Regions from separate parts of the Mus musculus genome. Here regions 1 and 2 are each linked to region 3. Evidence: chromatin contacts called from public HiChIP or PLAC-seq data. All regions are on one chromosome and are shown on one strand. The core of a region is the stretch at or near the end of the contact, and the rest is flanking DNA. Distances in the headings are between cores, read along the strand shown.

What was found. HiChIP or PLAC-seq counts read pairs in DNA pulled down with a chosen protein or histone mark.
Region 1: a contact with region 3 is called in a CTCF HiChIP or PLAC-seq map of embryonic stem cells, with 6 times the contacts expected there. The contact joins two enhancer-like sites. A contact is called at or near these places in 1 of 39 promoter capture datasets (embryonic stem cells), 4 of 15 datasets of contacts at CTCF or cohesin (embryonic stem cells, large pre-B cells, pro-B cells and 1 more), 92 of 484 Hi-C or Micro-C datasets (B cells, the C2C12 cell line, the CH12 cell line and 47 more), 18 of 115 datasets of contacts at active chromatin or transcription factors (astrocytes, bone marrow-derived dendritic cells, cardiomyocytes and 8 more) and 2 of 9 other capture datasets (embryonic stem cells and embryonic tail).
Region 2: a contact with region 3 is called in an H3K4me3 HiChIP or PLAC-seq map of embryonic limb bud, with 4 times the contacts expected there. The contact joins two enhancer-like sites. A contact is called at or near these places in 1 of 15 datasets of contacts at CTCF or cohesin (embryonic stem cells), 3 of 115 datasets of contacts at active chromatin or transcription factors (embryonic limb bud and embryonic stem cells) and 1 of 9 other capture datasets (embryonic stem cells).

The regions. Positions count from the first base shown.
Region 1 is chr12:104,679,078-104,682,383 of GRCm38.p6, reverse strand. No RefSeq gene overlaps it. Among named protein-coding and RNA genes, the nearest start is that of Gm31573, 18 kb to the right of the region's middle. Within about 2 kb of position 1,788, at least 9 of the 459 cell types and tissues checked have an H3K27ac peak or open chromatin away from gene starts, as enhancers often do.
Region 2 is chr12:104,635,511-104,638,541 of GRCm38.p6, reverse strand. No RefSeq gene overlaps it. Among named protein-coding and RNA genes, the nearest start is that of Gm31573, 26 kb to the left of the region's middle. Within about 2 kb of position 1,336, at least 19 of the 459 cell types and tissues checked have an H3K27ac peak or open chromatin away from gene starts, as enhancers often do. A contact at or near this core is called in embryonic limb bud, where this site is marked.
Region 3 is chr12:104,438,636-104,441,523 of GRCm38.p6, reverse strand. Gm40562 (a long non-coding RNA gene) reads right to left here. Exons shown (of 4, transcript XR_872954.2): 4 at 1,366-1,507. Among named protein-coding and RNA genes, the nearest start is that of Gm40562, 6.1 kb to the right of the region's middle. Within about 2 kb of position 1,288, at least 14 of the 459 cell types and tissues checked have an H3K27ac peak or open chromatin away from gene starts, as enhancers often do. A contact at or near this core is called in embryonic limb bud, where this site is marked.

The sequences.
Region 1 (3,306 bases), core at 539-3,038, 240 kb before region 3:
GACAGCTATGAGCAGATACTAACCTGAGAGAAGGTGTGTTGCTGTCCTGCCTCCACAGTGTCCCAAGTCTGTCTGACCTGAGCTTTTCCAATGGCACTCTTTAGAGAAAGAGCCCAGTCAGACACTAATACTTGATACTACTAGGGCCTGAGCCAGTGAGGGCTACCCCTTGGTTCTCTGTGTCTCCTCCATAACCCGGGGCCATTTCTACATTGTGACCCAAGATGCCACATGCACCCCCTTTCCCAGGTAAGTATGTCATGCCCCAATGTCGCAGCATGGCCTCATAATGAGGGTTTGAAACACCTCGCTATGAGTTATGACAGAGTACCTGGTGAAGGGCAGAAGGTATTTGAGACCTTCTGGGACCAAATGTGAGCTATTACCAAAACGAGGCTCCACTTAATAGGGAATAAATCTTGATATTGTTAAGTTTAATATAGTTTGATGGTTGTAAATCCAGAGAATCCACCTTAGGAATTTGCTGTGTGTTGCTTTTATGAAATATTTGGTCAGGTGTTTTTTTTAAAGGTACAGCTTTTCTCATAAGGTGTTAATTTTTGTGGGCTTAACAAGAGGAATTTTATACTGATGTCAAGCGTGCTGCCTGTTTGGGGCCTTTAAAAAGGGAAAGATATTTGTTTTAGAGAACACAGTGACAGCCAAATTAAGAAAGAAGTAGATTATTTATATAAATGTCTTTAAGAACAAGAGGCCTTAAAGCGATGTGATGTTTGGATTGCCATACGAGGAGGGAGTTGATACGTGGGGCTGAGAAACAGCTTTAGTGTACTTGCTGGTCAGGAAGCTGTGACTCCATTACGCCATGAGTGTTTGCTTTCTGTTGCCACATCACAAGCCCCCTGCTTAGTGGCTGAGAATACACATATGCTAGTTCACACTCTCCCTCTTATGGCGTCCCAGGACAGCCTAGGTGGGGGTCTCTCTAGAGTCTCCAAAGCTGTAGTCAGGGTTCCCCTGCAGTGAAGGGCTCACCTGGCCTCTGATTTCTCTTGTGCCCCATAGCTGCTGGCAGCTTTCACCATCTTGTAGATGCAGGTGCCTGGCTGCTTGCTGCCCACAAGACCAATGCCCCCAAACTCCATAGCTTTCCTCTCAGGAAGGTCTGGATTGGCTTGTAAAAGTTCTACCCCATCAGCCTACCTAGGACCTATCTCCATGAACTCAGTTCATTGAGGGGGAGCCCTCATTACTGATCCAAACCCTTGCATCTTTGCCCTAGAGGGTAGCCCTGCTGTAGCATTGGCAGCCATTCACCTTCCTGGGCCCCACTTACACTCACAAGCCCCACCCACACTCACAGGCCCCACCCACACCACAGGCCCCACCCACACTCACTCACAGGACCCACTCACCCACAGGCTCCATCCACATTCACAGACCCCACCTACACTTACAGGCCCCACACCCACTCACCCACAGACCCCACCCATACCCACATGCTCCACCCTCACTCACAGGCCCCACCCTCACTCACAGGCAGGGTTTCAGGTAAAGTTTCAGCCATCTGCCTGCTGTACCATGGGGTGAAGCTGTTCTCTGTGAGCTTCACTTCTGAAGGGGCCCTGATGACTGTTTCTAGGACACAGTCAACACCAGTCCCAGAGAAATTCTAGGGTTACATTAATCAATGAGGGAAGTCTCACCCACTCTGGGTGGCGCCATTCCCTAGGTGTGGTTTTCCAACCTATAAGACTGGAGAAAGACAGCTGAGCTGTGCAGGTATTAATTAAGTCATTGTTCTCTGCTTCTTGCCTACAGAATGGCTGCTTCAAGTTCCCACCTCTGTGACTTCCCCTCAGTGATGGACTAAGAGCTGAAAGAAACCTTTTCCCCCCAAGTTGCCTTTGTCATGGTATTTTAGCACATCAACAGAAACTAAGTATCTCCCCTTATATTCTCCCAAATACCCTACTGATCACTTTCCATTCCCAATTGACCCAGAGCCCCTTTGAAGGCAGATAAGACAGGACTTTTTTTTTTTTTTTTTTCAATACTTTTTTTTTCTTTTTTAATGGATACTGCGGCTGAGTGGAGAGTGAGTGGTCAAAGCCTACACCGGAGCAGCCAAGGGGGACCCTGTACTGCTGCAATAGCAAAGGCGGAGGTGGGAGGGGGGCAGAAAAAAATCCATCTTATGGGAAAGTGTTTTTAACGTCAGCAAACACGTTGCAGTGCCATTAAGAGTGTTTTTGTTAAGGACACATTCAACTTGAGGTTTTTAATTTGTTTGAAGTATTTCGCTAAAACAGAATTATGCTGGAGTTTATATAAAAGCAGAAAAAGACATGAAAAGTTTTAACTTAAGCAGCAAAATATAGAGGCTAATCTTATTTAAAAGTAATATGTATGTCTTGATTGAACGCCCAGATACGCTCAACTGGGACTTTTTAGTGGGATCGGGTCTGAGCTGTTACACTGAGTTATATCGAGAAGGTTTCCCCGGGCTTATATTGCCAGACCTGAAATACTCTTGTGGCTGCGTTTAATAACGAATTGAAAGTCTTGAGTAAGGGGATATGATTTTTTATGACAGAAGGAATGCAAATAACTCTTAGTCTCGTTGCCTTGACCGGGTTTGGTTTGATTTGACGGAGTTTAATAGTGACTTGTAACCCGTGATGACAATATGCAGACCCGCGCAACGTCATTTAAGTCATTTATTCTGCATGCTGTAAAAACAAAGAGATGGCAAATAAATACCCAGGACGTTCATTGTTTGTCAGAGAGCCCAAGCCAAGAGTTTTCAGTGACCTTTTAAAATATGGTCCCAGGCTAGTACTAAAATGTCTGTCACTCAACACGCACACTTGTGTGCTGTGGCCTTTTAACCCGTGCGGCCTGTGTTTTTCTCTTTCAAACAGGAGTATGAATTTCCAATCAGCTGCAGCGACTTGGGTTTTTTTGCATGGGAGGATTACTGTAAATTGCAGACTGACAATTACAATACGCAGGGCACCGGCGAGTTATTAATGGGCTCGCCTACCGATGGCCTTTCAGCATACCCTCAGACCCGCCGAGCTGCGGTCTAATTGGATCCAGGGGTGCAGGCCCCTGTGGAGGGGATGAGGCGGCAGGGAGCGGGACTCCGAGACCCCCACCCCCTCCCAGGCAAAGGAAGATATCAATTGATCACAGAGAGCTCCTGCCTGCCACGGCTCTTATTCACTCCCTCTGTAATGACTTGTATTGGCTTAAGGAACTCGGCGTGATTTGACAGCATCAAGTTCAACTGACAAAGACCAGCAGGTGACTTTAATTGAAGACTTCTATTGCGAGCAAGCG
Region 2 (3,031 bases), core at 87-2,586, 200 kb before region 3:
CTCTACAGGTAGCTGCAGAAGCCAGTTTACTTGTTTCTGGTAGGAGTTACAAGACTGTCATTTCTTCCCTCCCCCTCGTTTCTCCACCCCTCTCTACTCAGCAAAGCAGGGCTCATGCCACCCTTCCCCCAACCTCCCCTCTTCACGCCTCTAAAGTCCAGTTGGTCCTAACTGCTCATGGTTCTGTGTTTACGAATCAGCCTCCTTGACAGAAATTTAAATGCAGCCCTGGCAGCATTCTTGAACTCGCTGGGGAACATGGGAGCATGCTCAGGATGTGTCGCTACCAGGCTCCCAGTTGTGGGCGGACAAGGCAACGCTCATGCATGTCCAATAGCACACAAGGATCTGTGTAGTGTCTTTTTTTTTTTTCCCGATTATTCATTTTATAGGTGACCTCAGCCTCTGAGCACAAAGACACACTGGCTAGTGTGAATAGGAAAATCCATCGATTAGGAAAATCCTTTGTTCAGGTGTGAGCACAGTCAGCGCTGTGACTTCGAGAAACAGATCACTCAGCAGACCCAACTTGCTAACAGGCTTCCCGTTTCTCCAAGGAATGCTGATTAAATACTTGCTAATTTGATGTCTGTGGTCACTTGATGGGACGGAACACTCAGAGATAAGGTGAAATCACGGAACCTAACCCTTCTCCATGTGCTGATATGGAAACGGAGCTCACGTTCATTCCCAAGTTCACCTCGGGGTCGCTTGGTCTGAACCCCCTGCTTTTGTGGAGGAAACCAGGCTGTCTCTGCCTCTGCCCGAACCTTTTGAAACGTGAGGTTTATTTTCTGTCTCCCAAGGGATCGTGGAGAAATTGCTCATCCCCTCTTGTCCCTTGTATTTTCATTGTCCCAGAAGGGTATCGGCTGGGGAATGCTAACCTCCCCCACCCCTAACCTGGGCAGGGTACAAGGGTCCTCATTTCAAGTTTTCCCACCGACGCCCCCCTCCCCCAACTTTGAAGCTTAATAGCTTTAAAATCTTACAAGTTGTAAAAACAATTAAGGCAATAACGTTAAAGAGAAGCAGAGAGCTGCTCTTCAAAGGCGTGTGAGCCGTTCACACTTCGTGGTTAAACGCGGCCTGGAGCTGGCCCGGGTCTGAGAAAACGCAGAGGCGCCCTGCGAATTTGTTGATGCCAGTTTGGACAGACTGTTTATTTTCATGATTTCATGGAAGAATTTTAATTTAATGAGTGTTTTATACTCTAATGTAAAGCATCGCTCAAGCCCTGTAATTACTGTGTCAAAGTGGGCTTCCTTACACAGCGGCAGCTTGAACTCCAAGGCTATGCCTCGCATCTGAAATCAGCCTAGGGACCGGGAGGAGGGGCCGCGGGGAACCACCGCTGCTTAATAGAATCGGAAATTAACTCGAGGAAGGGGGTGAAGGGCCTGAAGGGGTGTCAGGCTGAGCTAATTCCCACCCACCCCCAACTTGTGCTTTGCATACTGGAGGTGATGGGCGGGGAGACAAGTGTCTAGGGTGTTCTAGGTAAGAACTTGACCTTCATAAAGCTGCTTGTCTGAAGGGCGCACCGGTAGGTAATTTCAGACACGTACTTCATCATTTTGGCTTTTTTTTTTTTTTTTTTTTTTTTGAGACTTTTGGCTTTGGCTTTATGCACGGCCCACAAAAATTATTTTTTTCCTTCTCTTCCATTTATTTAAAAGCACAGAAGAGATTTTGTGTAGACTAGAAGAGTGGGCCGTTGCCTGTACTCCAGGTTTCGGGGAAACCTTCCTGCTTGGGTGACTTGTTGCACGGTCCTTCTGCTCCCCGCCCTTTCTCCCTGCTTGAGCGATCTCCCAGAGCACACACACGACTCGAATCGGCTCAAAATGGCCTTTCCAGATGTTGGCCAGAGCCTCATTGCACCCCCTTGGCCCTGGATGGGGATCCCCCTAAACACGCCACCGGAACGTCTTCTCTGGAGTTATTTTTCCCCCCTTCTTCATGTTAAGCCACTTGGATTTGTGTTCCGTGGTTCAAGTCCAGGAATCCAATGGCTGCAATTTGATCACCTGCTATTTCTACCCTCTGCAGTTGTGCTGTGGAGAGATCGAATACTTTCCCTAGCGAGGAGGGAGGGGTTTTTCACCAGGGTTAAGGAAGCCATCTTTTACTTTTTGGTGGTTTTGTGATATTGAAGGTTCTGGAATACAAGCCCCAGTGACTACCCATAGGGCATCTCGCAGCACCTGGAAATAGAGTGTGTGTTGCTCACCTGGGTTGATGTAACCATCGACTGCAACAGCACCCAGGCTGGCAGGGTGGGGGCTTGCGGGGTAGGGGACACCTCTGATGAGTGACAGATTAATGGGGGGGGGGGTTGGGTGGAGGAGACACTTAGCTAAATTGAAATTCAGATCTATGATGAGTGATTTCAAGTATGTTCAAGCTATATTTGGAGCATATACATATACTAAAAATGATTTGTCTGAACGTCAAACTTAACTGGGTGTCCTGTATTTTACCTGACAGCCCAACTTCCAACCCTCCAGCTGCCTTCCCTTAAAATGCACCAAGGTGCAAATCCTCGAGGTGCAGATGGTGGCTCTGGCTGGATCCAGCGGCAGCAAAGTTTGTGTTGGATGACGTGTTTGAAATTTGAATTTGTGATTTTTTTTTTAAAGATGGAGCAAGTGCTCCGTAGCTGCCGTGACTCCCGCACCCCCCCCCCCCCGCATGACTTTGCGAGCAGTCTATGTGGATATACACCCCTATCTTCCCTCAGTTAGGTACACTGTTAAGGCTTAACTCTTTGCTCCTCTCTCAACTTCTGGGGCAAAATTCATAGTGTAGTTTCAGAAAGCCTGGTCCTGGGCAAGCCCTTGGCAGGAGAAAGGAAATGTGTCCCGGGAGGGATGGAATGCACTGGGCTGGCTTTAACAGTGATACCCTGGAAAGGGGGCGGGGCTATCCCCAATTTTGCAAACGAGATTCCAGAAAATTAAGCATCTAGTCCTATCTTGGCCTCACGTCTGGCTTCAGGAAGAGGATTCAACCGAGGTCACTTGGCCCC
Region 3 (2,888 bases), core at 39-2,538:
GACTTTGCCATTTTGGAGTTATATGTAAGCATGTTGTAGGTTTTGTTTGTCTTTATTTTATTTTATTTTATTTTATTTATATGAGTATACTGTAGTTATCTTCAGACACACCAGAAGAAGGCATCAGATCGCATTACAGATGGCTGTGAGCCACCATGTGGTTGCTGGGAATCGAACTCAGGACATCTGGAAGAGCAGCCAGTACTCTTAACCACTGAGACATCTCTCCAGCCACCCCCCCCCCAAAAAAAAACCGTTTTAAGGCTTTTTAGCATACACACATGAACATTGGCTTCATCTGGAATTTATTTATATTTAGAATGAGTTGTTATCACTCCTTTTTCTTTGTCTTGTTTTGGGGAAAGGGTCACACATAGCCCACACTGCCCTTGAACTCACTACATAGCAAAAGACAACCATAAACTCAAGTTCTGCGTCTCCAGAGCTGGAGAGCTAGACCACGCTTGGCACATGCAGGAGGATTCTGGGGATGCTAAGTGACCAGTTTTCAGGAATTACCAGTCTGGTGCTCAGACAGAGCTACAGAAAGGTGGCCGTGCCATTGGGTCTTAAGCCAGCTGCTCACGTGAGGTTGAAGATTCTCAAGGTGTGGAGGGCAGAGGGCAGAGAAAAAACTTGTGAGCGTCTCATGCTTAGAGTGGCCTGGAGCACGCTATGCAGGCAAGGTTGGCCTTGAACTTGATCTCCATGTCTGGGATCACAGGTGTGCTGTCCGAGTCCCTCAAGTGCCCTTGACATCCCGAGGCTGTTGTCTCAAAGCCCTTTTAGTGTCTTCCTGAGACCCTAAGCATAAACGCGTCTAAGAAAGGCAAGCTGCACATTTCATTCCTGTGTCTCACAGGGGACTCTAGTGACTCTGGAAAATGTCCCTGGTCAGAGGGGCTGGGCAGGAAGGTGCAGGCGGAAGACCGGGGATCTGGCTTCTTCTGGATGCCTCTTTGTTTGTGGAGGGGAGCAGCGTGGGGGGAGCACCCGCCCTTTCTCCTGTTGTCTGATCCTGCTTTCCTCTTCCCATCTGTCTTTCCTGGCCTACGAATGAGGTCAGGGACACTCGGGGGGCTCAGGTGATTTAGAATGCTCAAGACTCGGAGGCACAAGGGAGCCGGTCTTTGAAAAGTTTCTGATCCTTCGCCAGAGCCTGCTCCTACCTTGTCTTTCCCTAAAATCCTGCTCACAGGCCTGGTTTGTCTCCAGGCTGCTGCTGGCTGATCCAGCGCAACTCGCAGGCGCCTCTGGACGCTGCTCTGTCGCCGCCTAGTGGCCCAAAGCGGGAAAGCACCTTTTAAAATCCCGGGCTCTGGGTATTCATTGGTTCAAGCCAAGCCTCAGAGCAGCTTAGACTTTCGCTGTCTCCTTCCCGAGAGGCTTCCTTGGGTGCTGTTTCCATCCTGGGCTATTTCCTTCCTCACACCGAGGCTCTTTCATGAGCAGAACCAACAATTGAGTTTTAGCTTCACTGCTTTCCTTTAAGCCTCAGTTTTTCCATCTATAAAGTGGGAAAGAAAAGCCAGCATTGGTCTTATAGAGCCTTTATGAGTAGGACAGGAATGTAATGTTGTTTTATTTTTAAATGCCTACTGCATGACATTAAACAAGGCTAGTGCAAAGCTAAGATTCCATCAAATATATAATATATAACAATATATAATATATAACATAATATACATTCTATCTATCTATCTATCTATCTATCTATCTATCTATTTGAGAGTATACTGTATATGCTGTGCACCCATGTGCACACACACAGGAACCAGAGCAGGATGCCTTCTCCTATCACTTTGCCTTATTGCCTCAAGACAGGGTCTCTTGCTGGGTGGGAGCCCACCACATCCACTCTGAGACAATTCTAGAATGCAATGAAGAAGCTGCAACCCAAGCCGTGGTGCGGTGGGATCTCACAGCTGCTAAATTGGAGGATGAATCAAGGCAGATATGAGATTCCAGGACAAGTGACATTTCCCCGTGGTGATGGGGATGGGGTGGGGTGGGGGGCAGCAGTCTGTGCGATGGGAAGGGCACAGTCACTGTGGAGGTCTGTGGCGCTCAGTCTGGGGCTCCATCTAGAGAGGGGCTGTACCTTCATGCAAGGGCTCAGGGAGGCGATGTGCACTTAGTCTATGACTTTTCTGTAGCTTTGAGTGTCCTTCAATGAAATGTAAAGAAAGTAACCCCAGAGTGGGTAAATCCATGGGAGTGGGTTACGGGCACTCTCTGCAATTTAAAATGAATTTACCGTGCTTCAGTATGTACAGTCAGACAGATTTGCCATCTTAAATTGTTCTTTATCTAGGGCTGGGGAGATGGCCTCGCTGGTAAAGTGCTTTCCCTGCAAGCATGTGGACCGGAGTTCAAGCTCCATGCCTCTGACTCTTTACTCAAAAAAACACTGAGAATATGCATTTTGAAATGTCATTCGTGTGAAGACAAATTCAGTCCAGGCAGCTGTCTTCTCAATCATCGCGGGTTACAGGGCCTGGCTTGCTGTGCTGCAGAGAGATGGTGGCTTTGCCCATTGGATGTCCAGGCTGAGTGCTTCCCACCCACTCGAGGGCATTTCCTGCAGGTGCATCGTTACCCCTCCCCCCAAAGGCTCTAGCAAGCAGGCTCTGGGTGCCAAAGAACAACTTAATGTCAAGTATCCTTTCAGGGCTCCCATGCTAGCTGCTAGGGACAGGGTGTGGGAGAACGAAAATTAGGAAGTCCTTAGGGATCTGGGCGTAGAATCTGGAGAGGGCTGGCTGCTGGTACAGCCATGTGGCAGCTGCCACTGTTGGCAAGGGCTGGGTGGCTGGATCTATGAACACCGCCTACCCCCTGCCTCAGCAGTGATGATGGGAGGGTACCTCTTGTCTTGCTTTTACCAT